2 separate regions of the Danio rerio genome follow, and region 1 is linked to region 2. Evidence: chromatin contacts called from public HiChIP or PLAC-seq data. All regions are on one chromosome and are shown on one strand. Each heading gives the region's core, a stretch centred on a gene start, on an enhancer-like site or on the middle of the called end of the contact. The rest is flanking DNA. Distances are from core to core; before and after follow the strand shown. Region 1 has its middle 110 kb from the start of meis2a. Region 2 holds the start of spred1 (sprouty related EVH1 domain containing 1).

What was found. HiChIP or PLAC-seq counts read pairs in DNA pulled down with a chosen protein or histone mark.
Region 1: an H3K4me3 HiChIP or PLAC-seq map of gastrula embryo shows a contact between it and region 2, with 3 times the contacts expected there. The contact joins the enhancer-like site here to the promoter of spred1 in region 2. A contact is called at or near these places in 6 of 18 Hi-C or Micro-C datasets (caudal fin, embryo, fibroblasts and 2 more) and 2 of 4 datasets of contacts at active chromatin or transcription factors (embryo and gastrula embryo).

Annotation. Positions count from the first base shown.
Region 1 is chr17:59,061,754-59,065,585 of GRCz12tu, reverse strand. No RefSeq gene overlaps it. Among named protein-coding and RNA genes, the nearest start is that of meis2a, 110 kb to the right of the region's middle. Within about 2 kb of position 2,510, at least 23 of the 62 cell types and tissues checked have an H3K27ac peak or open chromatin away from gene starts, as enhancers often do. A contact at or near this core is called in gastrula embryo, where this site is marked.
Region 2 is chr17:58,778,521-58,782,713 of GRCz12tu, reverse strand. It overlaps spred1 (sprouty related EVH1 domain containing 1), which reads left to right and starts at 2,076. Exons shown (of 6, transcript NM_213232.1): 1 at 2,076-2,186. The coding sequence starts at 2,158.

The DNA.
Region 1 (3,832 bases), core at 1,261-3,760, 280 kb before region 2:
TTTGTGACTGTCAGCTTGTGTCTGTTGTGTTTGATTATCAGTTTTTGTCAGTTGTTGTTTGTGCTTGTCAATGTCTGTCTGTTAGTGTTTGTAGTTGTAATTGTGTGTCTGTTCTGTTGGTTGTTGCACAGTTCTGTAAATGAGAATGTTGTGAACTTGCTTTACTGAATAATAATGGAGTTTTGCTGCGGAGATCTGCTTCGTCACATCTCTGTGCCTTTTTTATATTGTGAAACGTGTTAATATTGTATGCTCAGTTAATATTCTATTAGTTGCATTAAATTTGTAGAATATTTATTATTTATTTAAACAAAATGCGATGAAAAGGAAAGCTTGTAAGGGAAAAGGGAAAAAAATCCTCCAGTGTGAGTTTGATGTCAAAGACAGGTATTAGAAGAACCCGCTGCACACGAAACATTGATATTAATACATTCACATGCCACAATTAATCAGACATGCTGTAGGTTTTCAAAACATCTTATAAATAGCATCTATATTTCTGTTCTGTAATAGTGTTGACCCGTGAGTCACAGCAGAGGATGCTGGAGATCTCCTGGTGCTCAGATTCACCTCTTCAGCCTTCATTAAACATGATCCATCCGCACACACACACACACACACACACACACACACACACACACACACACACACACACACACACACACCACATCACACATCAGCAGTAGTGGTTTAATTGACGGACAGCGCGTCCACTGCCGATGTGTGTGTGTGTGTGTGTGTGTGTGTGTGTGTGTGTGTGTGTGTGTGTGTGTGTGTGTGTGTGTGTGTGTGTGTGTGTGTGTGTGTGTGTGTGTGTGTGTGTGTGTGTGTACAGTTTTACTGATCGCGCGTATAAAGTTCCTCTCATACACAAATACGCACGGAAATTTCTAGAGCATTAGGAGAATAGAGGAAATAAATGGAGAAATGTGTCGTCACGCCCTTATATTTATTCGTTTATTGTGTCACCCAGAAGGGGTCGCTGCGACATTGAGCCCCGGGGTTTGTTCTTTCTCACACACACACACACACACACACATGCACAAATACACCCATTCTCATAAAGATACTCAGACTTTCGTGAATCCCTTATTTTATTTGGGATATTCCTTTTTTTTATTTAGACTAAAAACATTTTAAATATTTAGTTTTTTAAGGTTTGGGTATTTTCTTTTCCATGTTTGACTCGATTTCATTTTATTTAAAATCAGTTGCGAGTAATACTGCAGAAAACTGCCGACATTTTCTGCTTATCCTTTATTTTCATGCTATTGCAACTATTATAGTTATTAATATTGCTTTTAATTTGTAATATTGTTCTGAGGGGTGTTCTCGGGTTTACTGAAATGCAATGAGAAAGATTGTGCATCTGCTGTTTTAACTCCGATTCATCATTATTATTAGTAGTAGTAGTAGAAAACAATTATTCAAAGATGATTCCTTGGATTTACTCAATTTTTTACGTTAAGTGGTTGAAAACAATTTATTTGTGTTGAATTTATACAAACAAATTAAGTTGAACATTATTAAACTTAATTTGTTTGTTTAAATTCAACACAAATAAATTGTTTGCAACAGTTCTGCATGCAACACTGTTTTAGTAGTAGTTGTATCATATTATTATTATTATTATTACTGATTTGGATTGCTGGAAAATTGTCACCTCAAAATTATTAATGAGACAGAGATATGTAAAGTAATAAATAAACTATAATATTAATTATAAATTATAAAATAAATGTCCTGCAATACATTAAACTATATTATCTGTAGCATGTTTAGGATGTAGTTAATTGCAAATGTAACGAATATTATAGGCTACAGCCCCACAAGTATATTATAACCGTTTAGTAATAGCCTATAAAAATATAATAATAATAACAGTAGCCCTGAAATAATAATAATAATAATAATGAAACTAAAATAAATTAAAATTATAGCAGTCTTTCAATGAAGCAGTGATCATCATACGGCACCATCTAAATTATTTAGGCTTCCTAAATTCGTTGTTTACAGTTGATAATTAACAATATAAAACTTAAACAAGAATATAGAGCTATTTCTGTGCACTGACGTCATTAAATAAATCCCCATTTATTAATTATTAGCGATGTGTTGCGTCTGTTATTATGAGAAATGAAGGTGTGTGTGTGTGTGTGTGTGTGTGTGTGTGTGTGTGCGTGTGCGTGTGCGTGTGCGTGTGCGTGCGTGTGTGTGTGCAGACTGTAGTTTTCCCTCAGTTTCTACATGAAAAACAGAAAGAGAGAGAGAGAGAGAGAGAGAGAGAGAGAGAGAGAGAGAGGGGGAGAGAGAGAGAGAGCGAGAGAGAGAGAGAGCGAGAGAGAGAGAGAGAGAGAGAGAGAGAGAGAGAGAGAGAGGGAGAGAGAGAGAGAGCGAGAGCGAGAGCGAGCGTTATTTGCCTGCATGTGCTTTATTGATCAGTGACTGTGAGCTAATGTCATTATCCTCATCAATAGAGAATCACTATGATGCTGACAGTGATTAATGATCAGGGGCCTCTGCGCGTGACCCCCGGGGTCCCACAAACACACACACACACACACAGCAGATGCCGCTTTAGATCAGCGTGTTCCCGGCATTAAATGCTGTATGTGTGTGGAAAACAAGTGTGTGTTTCGTGTGAATAAATTAATGCGGTCTCGACTTTCAGAAATGATTGGAGATTTGTGATCCGATCAGAATTACTCTGCCGGTTTCCTCGTGCTTGCTGTGCGCGTTTCTTCTGCTTTTGTGTGTTCGCGCGTTCCCGCGACTCTGGCAGGAGGATGATGATGATGATGATGATGGTGAAGAAGGCAGGATCATCCATCATTCCTGTCAAAGGCGCAATTCAATCCACCTCCTGTCCCCTATTAATATGAAAATCAGCCCACAATGATGCCGGCTCTCCTTTCGCGTTTTTTCTTTTCTCTTCTCTTTCTTTTCTTCCTTCAGCTCGATTCTGCAATCTGAGAATCATTTTAGCAGGTCTGCTTATTTATCCTCCGAGTATAATTACATAATTTCATTATTATTATTGTTATTATTATTATTATTATTATTATAATTATTATTAAGACATAAACCCATTTATTATTTAGATTTGCTTTTGATATTCGCTAGTTTTAATTCTCTCGTTGTTTTATTGTCATTTTATGTTCTCAATCATCTCGGTGTAATTTTGTTTTATTGCTGGAAAGCACTTTGGGCAGCCCCTTGGTTGTAGTAAGGTGCGATATAAATAAAACAACGTTGATTGATTGTTACATAAATGTTTTATTTTGTTGATTATTTGTAATGTTTAATTAAATCTGCGTATTTAATAAAACAAAACAAACAGTAAATAAATATGTTTGCGTAAATAAAGATCTGTATAGAGATTAAACTAAAACTACAAGCTATTTTTTCCGTGTGTAATTCAGGATGAAAACGCGCATTGAATTTATAACCACGCAATAAGGGTTTTAACAGCTGGATATTAATTTACATTTATAGTACATTATTAATCATACTGTTTTGTATATTATTCATTAACGTTGCAATCATGTGTAGCCCTTTCCCCCTTCACTTTATGTATTTTACAAATATTTGAAAACCTGCTTTATAAGAATAATAATAATATATGCACATTTTCAATTTATTCATTTAATCTTAAAACGAATTCTTCATTATAAATATTTAGGAAATGCATATTAAACATTTAAGTATCGAAAAAAGACTGACTTTCATCCCTATCCGCCTGTAAATGTGCTTTATTTATCTGAGAGCATCTGTCGGAGGTTTCTAGAAATGCGCATTTATGTATTTAACGCGTTTCATTGGTTGCGCTTGC
Region 2 (4,193 bases), core at 827-3,326:
CCGCCCCTACTTAATATTCAGTTTCAGTTTGAAACATCATCATACACAAATAAAACCCCGCCCCCTACTCATTATTCAGTTTCAGTCTGAAACATCAACATACTCAAATAAACCCCGCCCCCTACTCATTATTCAGTTTCAGTCTGAAACATTATCATATTCAAATAAATCCCGCCCCCTACTCATTATTCAGTTTCAGTCTGAAACATCAACATACTCAAATAAACCCCGCCCCCTACTCAATATTCAGTTCCAGTTTGAAACATTTTCATATTGAAATAAACCCTGCCTCTACTCGATATTCAGTTTCAGTTTAAAAAATGTAGTGATCTGAAAAAATCCTTGATTGGCTCCTGTACTAGAATGCGGGCTTTATTCGCCATATAGCGATCACTGATTGGCTCCTGTACTAGAAGGCGGGGCTTCATTCACCATATTGACAGTTACACTTTTCCCCATTCGTGTGACATGTCTTGTGTATTAGTCTTTAGCATTACTTTCAACCGTCATATGAACAGCGCATCTCTGGTGTGCGACCCCCTTTAGAGAGGCTAACTGTAGTATTGGTAACTTAGCAACCAACAGTAAACAATGCAAGCAGAACGGGGCCAGTCGCATGGGTGTGTTTTTTGCTACACCAGAGTACATTCAGCTAATACATCTCCATTTAGCATTATTTACATTAACTTTCGCACACGTCTGAATACACCTAACAATGAAAACATTTTCGGAAAATTAAGCGATTTTGTGCTTGAAATGTGGCTTTTCCATCACCCATCTCTCATGCCTGTGTGATTTTCGATCTGCTGTGGATTTTACGAGGATCTTCTGGAGAACGGTGTTGGACTTTGTCAGGGTGAAATAACGCTGTTTGGACCCTTCCGTGTGAAGTGAGCGTACGTGTGAGGTGAGGATGTTTATCTGCTGAAGTGAGCGAACTGATCAGAAGCGCAGAGAAACTTCTGCGACAACACACCGTCACCATGGCAACCGGGGAAATCAGGCTCTTTCTGTTCAGAGGAACGCTTATATAATCCACCGCTGCATGACTAACAGCGCTACTGATTCACATTCAGCTCACAGAGATGATCACACAGCCCAGTTAAAGGGCTAGTTCACCCCAAAATCAAAACTCACTCATCATTCAGGCAACTTGGTTCAAACCGTTATGGGTTTCTTCTGTTGAACAATAAAGATACATGTTAGCATTATCTAATATGTTAGCATATATCGGTAGCATTTTCAAAATGTCATTTGGATAAATGTTAGCAACACTGACTTCCATAGTGCTTGTTTTTCCTATTATGGAGGTTTTCGGCTTTCTTCAAAATATCTTATTTTGTGTTTAACAGATGAAGAAACAAACACACAGAGATTTACAACCACATGGGGGTTAATAAATGACATTTTTGGCGTGAACTATCCCTTTAACTACCTCATCTCAATTTTAAATCTCTTTGAACATCTCACCTGAGATAACTGCATTTTTACTGCGTGTTTACGTTGTCATTGCTGCAGTGTGATCTGAAACTCTCTGTCATGTGTGTGTGTGTGTGTGTGTGTGTGCGCGCGTGTGTGTGTGAAGTTTGGCTCTTTCTCCGGTCTGCCGGTCTGGAATGCGCGCTTGTTGCGGGAGCGGCGGAGGGATCCGTGTGGCGCGCTCAGGCCATCCGCACTTCCGCCCAGTTTTCCGCTGTGATTCGCCTGCGCTGAAAATGGAGTTCGCGTAAAGCAGATCCCCAAAGTTCCCAGCAAGAATTCCCATCGTTTTCGTGGATCTTCCCAGTCCCACCCGAGGCTGTCTTTCTCCCTCGGCCTTCCCAAGTGCGCGCCGGTTCCCCAGGACCCGCTTTCGACACCCAATTCTGCGTTTTTGTTGTGTTTTTGCGCCTGTGAAGGGAGTCGCTTGATCCTCCTGCAAACTCGCGTCCGCCGGGACTCTGGGATATTTCTGCGGGATCGCGGGTCACCATGAGCGGGATGTTTTCCCCGCTGGATGCGCTTCAGCGTGCGGACGGATCTAAATCTGGCTTTCGCTGCTTCCACACACCCTTCCCGATCTGAGCGCGGTTTGGCGGCCGCTCTCCATCATGGCCTTCGCGGAGAAACTGGCGCTTCATTCCCCGATGATGTTCACTGGATCCCCGTGAGAGAAACATGAGCGAAGAACCAAACCCAAACAACGAGTAAGTGTGTAAACGGACACACTGGATGCCCGCTGATTAACATGTTTGTATATGTATATGTGTGTACGTGTGTGTGTGACAGTCTTCACTACATCATAATAACACATTTATTACAGGTTTGGTATGAGCGCTTGTCAAGCTGTCATTACAGTGTTGTGTGTTGTTTTGACACCTGAGGAGTGAAGGTGATGGGCAGGTTTGACTGTGTGTTGATTGTGCTCACTGTAATGTTATTTATTTACCGTGATCCCATTAGCGCAGTGTCGGGCCGCGTCTCAATCCCTAGTGAGCTGCCTATGTAGGCAGGATGTGCGCGATTGACACGCGGCCTCGGAGAGCAGGGCGCCATGTTTTCTCAGTCATCTCGAGCCTCATTCATAAAAATGTCGAAAACACGAGACTCGACGGCGGATTTCGGTGCAACGCCACTGCTGTGCTGCTCGTGGGTCGCGGATTTCACGATTAGCGAGCGATATTTGGGTTATTGTTTGTTTTTCTGTCTGTGAGAGAAAGAGAGCTGCGATCATCACGTGACCCGCCTCCATTCATAAAGAACCCGCGTGTCCATTCACTCACACACACACACACACACACACACACACACACACACACACACACACGTATCCGCATATCAGCAGGGATCATGACAGTGTCAGATTTCATTACTGTGATTTTTAATAGTCCTTTAATTTTAATGATAGTAACAACACTTGGTTAACGTAATATCACTATCATTAACATTTTAGGTTGTATTTATTATTGTATTTTGTCTATAATCAATATTTATTTTATTTTCAAACTGTTTAGTTTAAATAGGGAAAATATTGTCATGTGATCAATTATGATCGTCTAATATATATATATATATATTATATTAGTTATTAAATATTTAAATATATTACACACAGTATATATATATATATATATATATATATATATATATATATATATATATATATATATATATATATATATATATATATATATACATACATACATAAAGCGGGGGATGAAGTATTTAACACATTGTATTTTTTTCCCTGGGAATAATATCTCTACAGAAGCTGTTGACATGGAGTTGAAGCAGATTTTTGTAAAAACCCAAACATAAAAACAAAACTAAACAAAAAGAATCAGATAAAAGAGTTGTGTGTAATTAATAACAATGAAATGACAGAATGGGAAAGCACTGAACTACTGAAATGTGTTTAATACTTTATATAAAAGTAATAAATAATATATAATAATAATAATAATAATAAGTAATTCATTTCCCCACTCACAGAATTGATTGACAGACAATTGATTAATATCAACAAGACATGACGTGCGCAAAGAAACCAGGATTAAAAGATGTAAATAAATGCTTAATTTACTCAACTTCATGCAGTTTTGTGAGCTAATCTAACGTGAGGACTGTTTATGCATTACAAATCTGTTATAAATGACAATTAAATAACTCAGTTATATTCTAAAAAGGATGATTCTTGATTTCTGTTCATTTGAAGATACACAAATTAATCTGAATCAAATGAGACATAAATCTTTGCACCCTTATGTAAAATAAAACGACTGTGCAGGTTAAACATCGCTAAATAACATTGAAATTCATCCTAATATATTGTTAAATTAATATATTTTTGTTGTTTTATACAGTTGTATGTTGGATTTTGACACTCCTGTTATTCAGCAGTGTTTAAACTTTACAGTAATTTTACAGTGAATATTAAGACTGGCATCTTTTTGTTTGCAGGTTTAATTAATGTTTTAATGATAATTTGAAGACCATATGCATAGGGTATGCATAGTAGGCTTGTGCCGATAGACGATAGTATCTTGTATGACGATTTTAAAGACGATTTTTAACTCGTTTCGCATCAATGTGAACCTATTACTAGGGCCAGACGGAATCTGCGGATGTTTTTTGCTATTTCTGCAGAGAATTTTGGTAAAAATCTGCGGATTTCTGAGGAATTATTTTGGGAGTATCCATAAATAAGTATCATA